Linked DNA regions of Oryctolagus cuniculus: region 2 is linked to region 1. Evidence: chromatin contacts called from public Hi-C data. All regions are on one chromosome and are shown on one strand. Each heading gives the region's core, a stretch centred on a gene start, on an enhancer-like site or on the middle of the called end of the contact. The rest is flanking DNA. Distances are from core to core; before and after follow the strand shown.

The links. Hi-C and Micro-C count contacts between places; a contact is called where the count stands out from the background.
Region 2: a contact with region 1 is called in a Hi-C map of liver, with 3 times the contacts expected there. The contact joins the enhancer-like site here to the promoter of KCTD4 in region 1. A contact is called at or near these places in 2 of 6 Hi-C or Micro-C datasets (ear pinna and liver).

What each region holds. Positions count from the first base shown.
Region 1 is chr9:64,328,313-64,335,868 of mOryCun1.1, forward strand. It overlaps KCTD4 (potassium channel tetramerization domain containing 4), which reads right to left and starts at 2,613. Exons shown (of 2, transcript XM_051850044.2): 1 at 2,397-2,613. All of the region lies in intron 4 of GTF2F2 (general transcription factor IIF subunit 2), which reads left to right.
Region 2 is chr9:64,385,808-64,393,363 of mOryCun1.1, forward strand. It overlaps GTF2F2 (general transcription factor IIF subunit 2), which reads left to right. Exons shown (of 8, transcript XM_002712960.5): 8 at 5,128-6,694. The coding sequence ends at 5,247. Among named protein-coding and RNA genes, the nearest start is that of SLC25A30, 56 kb to the right of the region's middle. Within about 2 kb of position 3,919, at least 1 of the 8 cell types and tissues checked has an H3K27ac peak or open chromatin away from gene starts, as enhancers often do.

The sequences.
Region 1 (7,556 bases), core at 1,363-3,862:
ATGACAGACTAACCAAGAAGTTTAGGTAAAATTCCATTCCTCATTACTTTGCTTTTCATTACAGAGGTAAACTTGACAACTTATAAATCATAGTAACTCATATTTTAAATGCACTTTGGGACGTGAATGTTTCAGGGAATCTTATGTTTTATAATTTTTTAAGCAGAAGTCACACTTTAAATTTTTGTAATAATCCTTTTAAGTGTGGCCTATGCCTTATTATTCACTGGGAATTTTTATTGTAACCAGATGAGCAGAACACTTGTGTGTGCCATCAAATGAACACTGAAATTATAATGTTGCATAGAGCTCATTTTTATAGTGCCATTTGCAAACTGAAGTTTTCCCATCTCAGGGAAGGAGATGTTTTAAGTTAATAACCATTATCTATGATCTCAAGATGAGGGACATGCCTGAAGATGATGGTGTTCAGTGACCAAAGAGGGTCTCTTCTCCCCAATGCTGTCCCCTCCCATTGTTCCTTCTGTTGCTGTCTTCACATCCTCTGTGTCTGCAGGGGGAGAAGGGAGCCTGAACAGACGTAAAGGCTATGTGACTTATGGGACAAATGTGCTTTCTTATTTACAGAGTAGAGCAGTTTTAAATTAGGGACAGAGAACTCGAGCGTATTTCACATTTTTTTTCATACTTGATGTTTCTGAAATTGAAGTATGTCAAAATGATTGGCTTGTCAAAGTTTAGTGGCAGCATTTTATGTTTCTAATGATACTGTGAATAATGGGGAATATTACAATTGATGTCATCTTTGAGTTAATGAAATATTTAGGCAGCCCCGTGAGCTCTTCCCCTCATGTCACAAGAAAATGAAATTTAAGGGGAGAGGAGAACGGAGGGAGGGAAGTGTGTGTGTGTAAAGGAGGATGAAGAGAGACAAAGAAAGAATTAAAGTTATCTGTGGAGGTTATACAAATGCTCCACAACACAGTAAACACAGAATCTTTGGGAGTGGGCCCAGTGAGGAGTGTGTGTGTGTGTGTGAGTTCAGCCTGCGGCGTCGGCACACCAGGTTCTAGTCCCGTTCGGGGCGCCAGATTCTGTCCCGGTTGCCCCTCTTCCAGGCCAGCTGTCTGCTGTGGTCCGGGAGTGCAGTGGAGGATGGCCCAAGTCCTTGGGCCCTGCACGCGCATGGGAGACCAGGAGAGGCACCTGGCTCCTGCCTTCGGATCAGCGCGGTATACTGGCCACAACGCACCGGCCGCAGCGGCCATTGGGGGATGAACCAACAGCAAAAGAAGACCTTTCTCTCTGTCTGTCTGTCTCTCTCTCTCACTGTCCACTCTGCCTGTCAAAACCAAACAAAAAGTGCCCTATTAAGGAAAAGGATGAGCTCAAGAAAGGGGATTGATCTCAAGGATCAATGGTGGGGTTGAAATCTCTACCCTTTCGTTGTGAGGGTCTCATAATTTCAGAATATCTGGAAAATCATAAAGAACTAAACTAGTATATGGGATGACTACTGTTACTAGTTAAACGTGGGAAAGAGACCAAGAGTTACGAAGGATACAAAATCAATGGAATTTGTAGCATATTCAGCTGAGTTAATACCATTAGCTGGTCTGTAAGTGTTTCATGAGTACTGAGTCTTCAGCTCTGTTGCAGTCTTCCTAAATGCAGGGGTCTTAAGTTCTGCTGTGGACTTGAGCGCTATTTGATCAAAGTAGCAGTGTGGTATAAGTCAGTGCTCCAGGAGACATGAGTTTTCCAGAAGGATGTGTTTCCTAATGCTTTAGGTATTTTTATACATCCCCCTCCTTGTTTCAAGTGTTACTTTACTGCAAGATGGAAATTACAAATTTAAATGATAATTTGTTCATCTTTAGACAGCAAGCTTTTTTTTTTTTTGTATTTATTTGACAGGTAGAGTTATAGACAGTGAGAGAGAGACAGAGAGAAAGGTCTTCCTTCTGTTGGCTCACTCCCCAAATGGCTGCTACGGCCACAGCACACTGAACATAGGAGGGGCCTTCAAAATGTTCATGGAAAAGGCACAGTATCTTTTAATCCTAGTCCTCCATAAACATTTTGAAACCTCATTATATTTCTGATTTGAATATTATTATGTGACTGATCATTCATTACCTTTGAGATCATCAAATGCTAACCCTAAAGGGTTAGGTTACTTTAATCTGATCATCATCTTTTATTCCTAAGATTCTTGAAAAGTAAATAGAGATAAGAACATATTTGCATATTTGAATAAAGACCAACTTCTATATTAATACTAGGATAGGAAGTTTGCCTATCTGGTTAAAATGCCAAGTGGCTTGTATTAATAGGCTTCATCTGAGAACCACAGGGTAGCAACAGCAGAAAACTGTGAAGAAATTGCCTCATGTGTAAAGAAAGGAGACAATTAGAAATGAAAAATGGTTTACCTTTGAAATGCACTTCGTCTCTGGGAATATCTCTTGTCCTTTTCCTGAGAGTGTAGACACAGGTGGGAGATACAGAAGAACCAGGGGAGTACTGCAGTCTTGAGGATCACCCCAAAATCTTGGCTGCTAACACCCTTGGTCTCTTCTACCTGGAGTCCAGTGAGCTCTTCAAGGCCTCCACATTCAGCTGGGTGCAGAGTGGGAATGGATGCCTCTAGCATCCTGATGCCTGTGACTTCCTGACATGCCTGATCTCATTGCTTACGTGCCAGTGCCAGCACCAGTGAGCACCCTTCCTGCTTACTCACTGCTTGTGTCACCTAGGAATTTCCTTAGCAGATGAAAAGGGCTATTCAGTCATTTCGGTTGTCCCAAAAAGAGTACATCTCAAGTTCAAATGCAGAGTAGGAAGATTCGGCCTAGAACAACATTTTGACCTTTTTCACGTCTTGGGCAGTTTTTTAATGTTTTGTTGTTGCTGCTGCTCTGAGAAACAGTTTCCCTGTAGTTTTTGCTCAAAGAAAATTTAATTATATTGGCTCCCTTAGAATGTACTAGAGCAAACAAAATAGCACCAATGAAGTAATCAAACACCCTCAGTTGGAGAGGAAGGCCAATGTTTTTGTAGTGAAATACAAGTAGAGAAGATCCCACAGGTTCCAATGGCTTCATTATATAGATGCTGTGGCACAGAGATGTGAATTTACTTCTGCAAACTAGCGCTAATTAGTGACAGAATCATAACTAGAAGCCTTCAGTTATTTTTATAAGATGTACTTTATGTAACCTGTGCTTTAAAATTTTCTGAAACTAAGTGATAGGAAGTACATAAACAATATACCATCACCAAAGGTGTTTGTACTAAGATTCTTTTGTTTTCAAGTAGCAGAAACCAGTTAACAAGCCAGGCTAGACAAAGAGGAGAGGTAGGTATGCCAGAATTTAGAAAGGAGCCATGAATATTTCCTGGAATCCAAGAAGTATTGAAGAAATGGCCAAGTGCTGGCCCCATCCTGCTTTAATATTTAATTTTAAAACTTATAAAAGTACATTTAGCTGCTGATTACATGGAAGACAAGGCCTTTGAGTATGGGGTGCTGAATGACCATCTGCTTTTTCTTTCCTGGAAAAATTAAACCCATAATTTAGTTTAGATTTTCAGTTTTGGTTGCTTCAAAAAGGAACAAGAACTTAAGACACTATGAAGCAACACAGGTGCAGATCTTTCTAGATTCTTATGTTTCTCTTCCTGTCTCTGCTTATCTCACACATACCTAAATTTTTTCCGGCAGTTTATATCAAGTATTAACAAAGCTTACCCCCTCACTTATACTCATAATTTGATGGGCTTATGTGTTATATAATAGAATTGCATAAATACTGAAACTAGCATAAACAAGTTCCAGCCTAGTGTGAGCAGAAGCATGTGGGAGTACCAGAGATTGACCTGCTATCCAGTATCGTATGGCAGGCTGTGGGCATCTGTCCCTGTGTTTGATATTGGGGAACGGAAAGCCTTCATTAGCATGGAAAGGAGTTCAGTGGAGGTGTATCATAAATGCTTCTGCTGATTTAAAATTGTCTACTATCTGTATGCCTTTTTACCATCCAGCTAGACTAGGAGCTTTCAAAATGTGGTCTGGGAATATGAGTAAAGGATGCCTGAGACCTTTTCATAATTACATTAAGCTGTTTTCATGCTCATTCTCTAAAAGTTTTCTAGTTTTCATTTCTAATATGGTAGATTTTAATAGCTAAAAGTCACATAAACAAAAGCTCGTTAGGGCTTGTCTGAACTTTTCATTTTCTTTTGAAATGAAATTGAGATTTATTGTGTATGCTCTGTAGAATGGGTGTGTCAGCCTGTCTATGAATATTTGCCACAGACATTTGAGAATGGCTGCTCTGTGCTCTTGAGGGCAGGAGCCATGTTGACTTTATCCTTGTTGTTTCTAATGTGCTCTTGAGTTACTTTTACAGGATAGCCACTTATTAAGTATTTGATAAATGTACAAGAATTAAAAGGTGTATTGTCAAATAATTATGTTCTTTCAAATGGGGTCAACAAAGTAGTTTTAAGTAAGCATTCCTATTTAATGAATAGGATCTATATTTAACAGCCATAGTAAGCAAGTGGGTGCTTTTAAAATAAAATGTAATATTTAATATCTTTCCCTTAAGATTGTAAGCAATATTTTGAAGAAGAAAAGAAGTATAGTTTAGTGTAAAGTATATGAGAATGTGTTTCTTTGGGGGTTTAAGAAGCATTTGAAGGTTTTTTTGTTTTTTTACGATTTATATATTTGAAAGGCAGAGTTACAGAGAGAGAGAGGGAGATAGAGATCTTCTATATGCTGTTCACTCCCCAAATGGCCACAGCAGCTGGGGCTGGGGCTGGGCCAGGCTGAAGCCAGGAGCCAATAGCTTCATCTGGGTCTTCCACATGGTTGCATTGGCTCAAGCACTTGGGCCGTCTTCCACTCCTTTCCCAGGTGCACGAGCAGGGAGCTGGATCAGAAGTGGACAGCTGGAACTCAAACCTTAACCCGTTAAACCACAATACTGGCTCCCATTTGAATTGCACTCCAGGTCTCCTGCATGTGAGTGACAGGAGCCCAGTTACTTGGCCTGTCACCCTGCCTCCCAGGGTCTGCACTGGTGGGAAGCTGGAATCAGGGGCCTGAGCTGTGTATCGCCTCAAGACCTGTGGTGTGGGGTGTAGGCATCTGCATTTCCAGCTAAATTCCCACTCCGGTTTTATTTATTTGAGAGGAAGAAAGAAAGCAGTGATGTGGGGTTATTTAAGAGCAGCCAATTGGTGAGAAAATTCATTGCTGATGATTAAGACTTTTCCTTTTCCTGGAGTAGCATTTGAAAGTGATTTTTGGTTTGTAAAGAAGGTGTGATGAATAGAAAATTACAGTTTGAGGGAGTGAATTTTACTGCTTTGTGTGAGTGACCTTGATTCAGTCGTGAGGAGACTGGCAGCCGGGTTAAAATGTCAGCTGCTTTGGACCTGCCTTCTGCCCTTTTGGGTGCCATACGGAAATGCTGACAGCAGAGAGTTTTCACTAAACAGTAAATTCAGCCTGTCCACCTGGAGTAGGTAATGCAAAATAAGTGGGGAACAGTCACAAGTGATGGTAAAAAGAAGCTCTTTTCATATTCAGCATTAATAAACACATGCATGTGTGACTAAATTGTGTTCAGGAATAGTATTCTGCATTTATCTTATTTAAAACAAAAAATAAATTTATGTCACTCAAGCTTTTAAGACACTGTGCATCAAAATTTCCTGACTCTTGCTATTGTTATGGTGACTGAAGAATTTTTCTTGATAGTTTTCAGCTTCATTGGAAGAATAAATTTGAATATAAGACTTATTTTTGCTTTAAGAAAATTCAGATTATAATCATTAAGCTCACTAATGAGAAATATTTTTAAATTTATGAAGTGGAATACAAAATTAAATATTTCAGGGTTTTTAATTACTTCCTTCCTAGCATATTTTGGTATAAAATAAGCATGCTTCTCTTACCAGCCACCTGATATCCTCTACTTGAGGCTTGTTGTGTATGTTGCATTGAGGGGCCCTAGAAATACTGAATACACTGATCATTTTTGTAATTAGCACCTAGAATTTAGAGTATTTCTAGGTGCTGCAGACAAAATGAAGAAAGATCATTATAACAAAGATTTTGGTGCATAGTAGGATTCCGAAAAGTTCATGCTTGCGGTGAACATTTGGTGCAGTGGTTAAGCCACCACTTGGGATACCCACATTCTGTATTGAGGTGCCTGGGTTTGAGTCCTGGCCCCACTTCTGATTCTAGCTTCCTGGTAATGCACACCCTAGGAAACAGCCGGTGATGGCTAAGTACGTGTGTCTCTTTTTTTCTTTCCTTTTTATTTGGAAGTCAGGGAGGTGGGGAAAGTTCGATCTTCCATTGCCTTGTTCCCTCCACATGTGCCTACAAGAGCCAAGGCTAGGTTAGGGCAAAAACTAAGAGCCAGAAACTCTGTTTCTGTTACATGCGTGACAAGGAACCCACATATTTGAACCATTAGCAGGAAGCTGGACTCAAAGAATTGAATAGCTAGGACTCAAAGTGGCTCACCCACATGGGATGCAGCCAGCCCAAGCTGCAGGCTTAACTTGCTATGTGCTGTGCCGCAGTGCCCATCCCTGGGGCTGTTTATAAACCAATGTTTACCCTTCTTAGTGCCTCAAACCGGAAACAATTCAAACATATTATAAAAATTAGTATGCACTTATTTTGCTGCAAAAAATTTTTTGAAATCTATCCATAGTTTTTTCATAATATGTGTTTTCATAATATATGTTTTTATAATATGTGTTTGAAAGTCCCATTTATAAAGCACATAGAGTTTATAACACACACCACAGTTTGGTCTATTTATCTCTCTCCTCCAGTGAATCGTATGGTCCTTGAAGACCATACTCTGTATTAACTATCTTTGATTCCATGATGCCCAAGATAGGGTCCTTTTCCTAGGAGGCATTTAATTAATGGTAGTGGAATGAATGAAGTAGTTCTCCCTTAAGAGCTGAATCATACATGTGTTACTGATGAGCCATGGATTTTCCTGGTTCTCTTCTCAAATCCCAAGTGGGTTGTCATGAACATATGACTGAACCATATCTGTTCCTAACCCCAGTTGTTGAACATTTCTAGGGTGTATAGTAAAGCTGATACCATTTAAGACATTCATATACATATTATATGGTTAGATGAAGCCTGTCAAGTAACTACATCACAATGTTTGGTGTCTAGTCTCTGAACTCTTTTAAGTCAGGGTCACAAAGAATTATTAATGATAAAAAATCATCTTTCTGTTTGTACAGATAGTCACAGAAGTTAAAGATTCAGTTTTTTGTTTTTGCTTTTTTAAAGATTTATTTATTTATTTGAAAGAGTTAACACAGAGAGAGAGGGAGGGAGGAGAGAGGGATGGGACTTCCGTCCTCTGGTTCACTCCCCAATTGCCTGCAATGGCCGGAGCTGCACCAATCCTAAGCCAGAAGCCAAGAGCTTCCTCTGTGTCTTGCACATGGGTGCAGGGTCCCAAGGACTTGAGCCATCTTCTGCTTTCCCAGGCCATAGCAGAGAGCTGGATCAGAAGTGGAGCATCTGGAAC
Region 2 (7,556 bases), core at 2,669-5,168, 59 kb after region 1:
TACAGATAAGATTTGTATATTTACTTAATTTTCAATCAAGTAATAGGCCACAGAACTTATATTTAATCTGAAAACGCCATTACCAATAAAATCTCCTTTCCTTTGATTTTTTAAAAAATGTATTTATTTATTTGAAAGACAGAGTTATGGGGTGGGGAGAGAGAGAGCCAGAACCGAAGCCAAGAGCCCGCAGCTTCTTCCAGGTCTCCTACGTGGGTGCAGGGGCCCAAGGACTTGGGCCATCTTTTACTGCTTTCCCAGACCATAGCAGAGAGCTAGATTGGAAGTGGAGCACCCAGGACTCGAACTGGTGCCCACATGGGATGCCAGCACTGCAGGCAGCAGCTTTACCCACTATGCCACAGCTTCAGCTCTCTGCGTTATTTTCAAAATAAGGTTTATTCATCATTTAAGAGAGAGCACTAGCCCCACAAATTAATCTTTTTTTTTTAAGGGAAAGGGTTTATTGGTGGGGGAAACCCAACAGACCAGAGGGAAGGGACGAAGAAGGAAAAGAGAGAAAGCAAGAGAGACAGGGAGGGAGAGAGCCATGTGTTCAGGAACAGGTCCTCATAAAACTTTGCCAGGGGGCGGGCAGGGAAGTAGGAGCAGCGAATCCCATTAGGATATGGGTGGAGCTGACACCTGTGGTTGGGTCATGTGGTCATGTGGCTTCCAGCAATGGTGGCAGGGGCTAGAGCCTAGAATGGCGTCCAAGGTGTAGATTGCTCCATAGATAAGACTACACCATTTTACTAACATTCCCCCCTTTTGTTTTTTATAAAGTAACAGTTGTATGGGATTACATTAGCTTCAAAAGTCCAGGAGGGGTAGAGGGCCGATGATCTGTCTTTAGAGCTACTTCCTGCTGACATGGGGTGATGAGGTATTCTCTGCTGGCATGGGATGATATCTCAAGCCGCTCCCACCAATTAATTTTTTTAATCCTGGTAGAATCTTTTAAAATGTCCCCTTAGTTGGCTTCCCCCCACCCAAAAACTTTTTTATTTAAGGAATACAAACTTCATGCTTTTCATAAATACAACTTTATGAATATAATGATTCTCCCCACTGTACCCACCCTCCCACTTACACTCCCACCCCTCTTCCTCCTCTCCTATTCTCATTCTTATTTTTTTACTAATATCTATTTTCAGTTAGCTTTATACACATAGATTAACTCTGCTAAGTAAAGAGTTCAACAAATTGTATGAAAAAAAAAAAAACTGTTCCTCAACAGTCAAGACAAAGGGCTGTTCAAAGTCATTGCTTATCAGAGTGTTAATTTCACTTCTATAGATTATGTTTTAGGTGCTCCGTTATCACAGATCAGGGAGAACATAGGGCATTTCTCCTTTTGGGACTGGCTTATTTCACTAAGTATGGTATTTTCCAGTTTCATCCATTTTGTTGCAAATGACAGGATTTCTTTTTTTTTTTTTTAAGCTGTGTAGTGTTCCATGGTGTATATATCCCATAATTTCTTTACCCAGTCTTCACCTGATGGACATTTGGGTTGATTTCATTTCTTAGCTATTGTGAATTGAGCTGCAATAAACATGGGGTTACAGATAACTCTTTCATATGCTGACTTCATTTCCCTTGGGTGAATTCCCAGGGGTGGGATGGCTGGGTCATATGGTAGGTCTACATTCAGATTTCCCCTCAGTTGGCTTTGTCTCCAGCAACATTGTAGCACTGTAATGCAGAATTTAGTGATAAATGGAATTCACATTCAGTTAATACAGTTTAATCAGTAAATTCTTCATCTAACTGGGTCAATACCTGGGTTCCAAAAAGAAAAAGAACTAGATTTTACATAGTCTGTTCCTGGAGACCTAAGTGATCTCCCCTCACACCCATCTCCCAATCCATCTGAGCTGCCTTGTCATTCTTAATCATACCCTGTTTCCTCTGTATTGGTATGTTGAAGCTCCACGATAATGCAGAGGGAAGAAAGAACCATATGAATAAAGGATTATGATATTATAGGGTAAAAGTCATATCATTACAGCATGTGCAGTGAGAAATATAAATCTAAAGGGTTGTGTTGCGGAACCAGCCAAGGTTGCCTGGTTTTGCTGCTACCTGGTGACAATTTCAGCCTAAAGGATACAGTTTTTCCAAAAGGGCTATGTCCTTTTACCCTTTAATCATTAGGTAAGCCAGTTGAGGCCAAAGCTGGTTCCTGAATTTATCCGTTTATTGTGATGTGCACAAAGGCAGAATACACAAAAATAAAGCAAAAGGAAAATATTGAAGAGGTTGGCAGAAATAGGTAAAAGGAAATTACTCAAGCATGGAATGCTGGGAACAAAGTAAACTCCATGCATCCGTGGAGGCAATTTTCCAAATAGCACGGGAAGACTCACCCCCCCCCAAGGTAATGCGCAGTGGTCCCAGATGCTGTCACGCTGTCAAGTCATCAGCCACAAAGTAAGGGGGTTTTGACTCCAGCAGAGCCTCCAATGTCCAGTTCCCTGTCAGAGTGAATGCTTGTACGGGATGGAGTCACAGTGAGCTGAAGGCCCTAGTATTTATTACCCCAGAAAGTGTGTGATCTTAACTTCCAGTTGTCAGCCTTGGAGAAAAAAGTACAGTTATCAGTGTAGCTGTCAGTCAGCCAGGGTGAAGTAGCAGGCCTCTTTGCTGTCAGCCAGCTGCTTGGCCAGTGACAGCTTGTGATATGAAGTTCAAAATGGAGTTGGTACTCTCAAGGCATGGTCGCATTAATCGTAATTAAAATACCAATAGACTTAGATTCACAAGGAGCAACACACACCACAATAGGGGCGAAGCTGTTAGGGAAATTTTCTCTGAGAAAATGACATTTGAGCCTAGTCTGAAAGCAAGGGTGGAGAACATCCAGCCCGCAGGCAGTGTGAGGCCCAGAAGGTCTTTGGGTCTGGTCCTGCCAAGGCAATCACAGGCGAGACTTGAGATTATTACTGTATCTCCTGTTGCTTTGTGCCTACTCCCTTGCTAAGCTAATTTATTTGGTTAGGGTAACATGGAGTTAGGTTGCAGTTTGAGACATCCAAAGTGTTTGATCCCCTCTCCCCAAAATTCTGTAAGATACCATGACTAGACACTGTGAACCTGATTTTGTTATGCTGCTTCACAAATGGACAGACTTGAGCTCATCCATTCTTACTGCTGCAAGGGTTAAAGGTGACATCTATTCTGAGCACTGTACTAGATTACCATATGAGGGTGAAAGACACTGAATTTGTACACTTACCTTTCTTAATGATTTGGATTTTAACTCTTTTTAGGCCTTTCATTTTCTCTGCCTAGATTATAGCCAAGCACACCAGACTTGAGATCGAGAGCTCTTTTTCTCTTGGGCTCTCAGTATGCTCTGAGCAATTGTTCTTATCGTGTGTGACCCACTGCAGTACCTCCACAATTGTGTGATTGTGCAACAGGGTCTTAGCCAGTATTACAATAGACCATTCTGTGGAATTTTACAAAGATGTCAGTCTTGGCGCCTACACTGAGAGTCGTTTGTGCCTAACCCGTCATTTTCCACTTATGAATCCTGTTCAGTTAGAAAGTGAACAGTGTCCCATTTTTAAAATGTGACTCGAAGTGGCAGATGGCAGACGTGCGTATTACCTGGGTGTCTCAAGCGCCTTTGTGCTTACTCATTCACATGGGCCCTCTAGTGAAGCAGGCTGAAGAAAGGTGTGGGAGGCCGGCAAGCCGCCTTGGGAAACCCATTGTTCATTTGGTGCAGTGCTGCCACCTGCTGCCTGGCTGCTGGAATGGGACCTGCGTAGTTCACAGTGGAGGTCGGCTGCACGGTTTCTAGGTAACAGCCTACCCCTAACTGAAGGACCTTATGGACTGTACAGCGTCACAGCAGTCCGTGTCAGGTGGCGTTCGGTTTTGTTGGTAACAAGTTTGCTCCAGCAGTATTGAGGCTTGGAGACTGGATCCACACGCCAAGGACTCACGGTCCTTACAGAGTGTCAGAGCTAGGAGGATCCTTAAAGCAGACATGGTAGAACTCGAGTGTAATTAAGTGAGTCACTGCAAATTCCTAGGCCCAACGTGGGACTGACTTCATAAGCTTGCCGTTCTGAGGCAGGCAGTCTAGCATTGTATCAGAGAAGGACACTGCCCTAGTATTTTTTTAGGCAAGAATGTCTCAGCCATTTTTCTAATCAGTGCCTGATTTCAATTAATGAAATTAAATCTTCCATCAATGGGATGAGTCATCATTATGTAACTGTTTCTTTGCAGCGTACACACAAAATTTATTGTTGGGTTGTTTCTGTAGGGGAAAAAAATCCACTTTTCAGTTCTTTCCCAGGAAGGAGGTAGTGTGATTTATACTGGCCTTACTTTCCAGCCCTGGGCACTGGCAAGCAAAGGTGGGGTTTTTACAGTGAATATGACCAGCATTGCCGTGAACACAAGGGTACTTCAATAAGTTTGTGGAAGTGGAATTCAAAAGTAAGTTTACTTCGGTGCACAAAATTTTGAAGCCCACACACAGTTTGTAATATTCATTTTTTATGAGCTTTTTGAAGACTCCCACATATGATGATCATTTGGTGAATGTCTTGAAATTTCAGGGGGCCTAAAGTATCATAACACAGATTCTTCCCTTTGGAAGAGCCACGCACAGGAACACTGCAGCTCCCTGGATTGTAGTAGGTCTCAATACTTACTCTTCACCCTGTCTTGATCAACTTGGCCAGTGCACAAATAGTAAGCAGGAACCCCAGTGTTCCTCATTACACAGAAAACACAAGTGGCCTGGTAGCACATTGGAGAGCCCCCCTGAGAGCTGAACATTCTGGGTACCTGTCACATGTTTGCTTCCTTGAGCTTTACTTTCCCAAAGATCTGAGTCCTTGCAGCCACTAAACTCAGGGGAGGTTGTGTTTTCTAAGTTTTCAAGTTGCTGGTGTTCCAACCCTTTCATGTAAATAATTTATGCACTTAATGTTTTGCACGGAAAGAATCAAAAGGCAGTTTTGTTTGTATAGAAATCTTATTAATAAGCTTTCGGATCATCATTTTTATTACTCATAAATGTGCTTTGGTAGATCATGCTATTTTAAATTTGGTTTCTTTGTCATCTCATCTGTTGGGTGTTTTCGTTTTTGTTTTTAGGGCTACCTGAAGGAAATCTTGAAAGAAATTGGTATTCAGAATGTAAAAGGGATCCACAAAAACACATGGGAGCTGAAGCCAGAATACAGACACTATCAAGGAGAAGAAAAGAGTGACTAAGCGGACTCTGGGCAGGCTGGCTGGTGGAGCCCGTGCAGGGTGACACTGAGGCCGCAGCGATGATTCTGGAACACTGAGCGCCTGTGTCAGTAGCAGTAACATGGCTGGTACTTGGGTTTCTCTTGGTCAATTTTTCAAACCTCTATTTCTTATAAAGTTTCATAAATTTTTTTGAGAAGAAAATTTATTTATAGACTTGTATCAAACCAGATTATCCATGACTAGGATAGGGTTGGGGATGAAAAGGATTTTTCTTTTTAAATGATTACTTTTACAATGTAAAATTAGGAATTTGTTTTCTAAATTAAGACTGTCCTTCTTCTATCTCTGAGGAACAGAAGTAATGCAGATTCGAAGAGAGGAAAGTCAGTTACTGAAACTATTAAGAAGAATAAAAAGCCAAAGTTCCATATTCCAAAATTGCTGGAGAACAACCTTTTTTTAAAAAAAGGGGGGGGTGGTGGTGGAATGACCGTGTTTCATACTCAAACACATATTAATAAAAGGAAAGCATTGAAGTTTGTAGTGAAATGTCAATTTTCATCCTTAGTTCATTGTACTCTACTGATGTCGATATGAGAAATGGACAAAAACCTGCTCAGTTAAGTTTTCTTGGAGCCAGCATTGTGGCATAGCAGGTAAAGCCGCCACCTGCAATGCAGGCATCACATATGGGCACCTGTTCAAGACCCAGCTGCTCCACTTCTAGTCCAACTCCCTGCTAATGGCAACCCACATAGGAGACCTGGAAGAAGCTCCTAGCTTCTGCCTGGCCCAGTGCTGGCCAATGCAGCCATCTGGGAAGTGAACCAGCTGATGAGAAGATCTGTCTCTCCTTCTCTGTTCTAAAACTTTAAAATAAATAAAATGTTCTTTTATTTGCCTTTTTTTTTTTTTTTTTTTTTTTGAAAGGCAGAGTGGACAGTGAGAGAGAGAGAGAGAGGTCTTCCTTTACCGTTGGTTCGCCCTCCAATGGCTGCCGCGGCCGGCGCACCGCACTGATCCAAAGCTAGGAGCCAGGTGCTTCCCTGGTCTCCCATGCGGGTGCAGGGCCCAGGCACTTGGGCCATCCTCCACTGCACTCCCGGGCCACAGCAGGGAGCTGGCCTGGAAGAGGGGCAACCGGGACAGAATCCGGCGCCCCGACCGGGACTAGAACACAGTGTGCCGGCGCTACAGGTGGAGGATTAGCCTATTGAGCTGTGGCGCCAGCCATTATTTGCTTTTTAAATAATTAAAAATTGTATCAGGCCTTGGACACGCAGTTAAGATGCTTTTGCTCCCAGAATTCTACAGCAGGCACATATGGGACAAATGGTGTGGATACTCTAAAGGAGGGTTGTGGGGTGGGACTGAGACCAACAAAGTTAATTTCACTTCCTGGGACATAAAAATGTTTCTTTTACTCTTCTCTTTAATTTTAAATAAAAGCAATGCGTGTACATGATTAAAGTTTTTCCTCACTTAGAATCCAAAATTATACACTCAAACAAGACCAGCAAAACAACGAAAAACTTATTAGCAAACTAAGCTCAGTGAAAGATTGTTTTTATACTTGTTCATTTTGTCAGCTCTTCTGGAGCGTGCAACCAAGAAGTAGCAAATGCCAAAAATGTAAGAAAATGTTATATAATTAAAACAAAACAAGAAAATATCTGTGGAGACAAATCATTTTCTGTATTATTTACTTCCAACAGCAGAACACCAGAATTCTGGTGCCACTGTTGAGTGCCACTGTGCTCAGAAAAATTGTCTTTGCATTCCCAGTATAAAACAAAATTCTGATACAGAAGTATTGCCGAGGCCACCTCAAGTTGTCTTATTCCACATTATTCTGATGCAAGAACATGTGATACACCCATTACCTCCCAGTTATAGATTGCCCCGGCTCAGTGTCTGGAGGCAGACCTGTGTCTTATGTGAAGCTGTGCTTTGATATTTTTGTAAAGGTGGTTTCCTTTGCTTCTCTTAGTTATCTGTTACCTCATCACACCAGTTGTATGTGCTTGGGTCTCTTAAATATTTATTGTCTCAGCCGGCGCCGTGGCTCAATAGGCTAATCCTCCACCTTGCGGCGCCGGCACACCGGGTTCTAGTCCCGGTTGGGGCGCCGGATTCTGTCCCGGTTGCCCCTCTTCCAGGCCAGCTCTCTGCTATGGCCAGGGAGTGCAGTGGAGGATGGCCCAGGTGCTTGGGCCCTGCACCCCATGGGAGACCAGGAAAAGCACCTGGATCCTGGCTCCTGCCATCGGATCAGCGCGGTGCGCCGGCTGCAGCGGCAGCCATTGGAGGGTGAACCAACGGCAAAG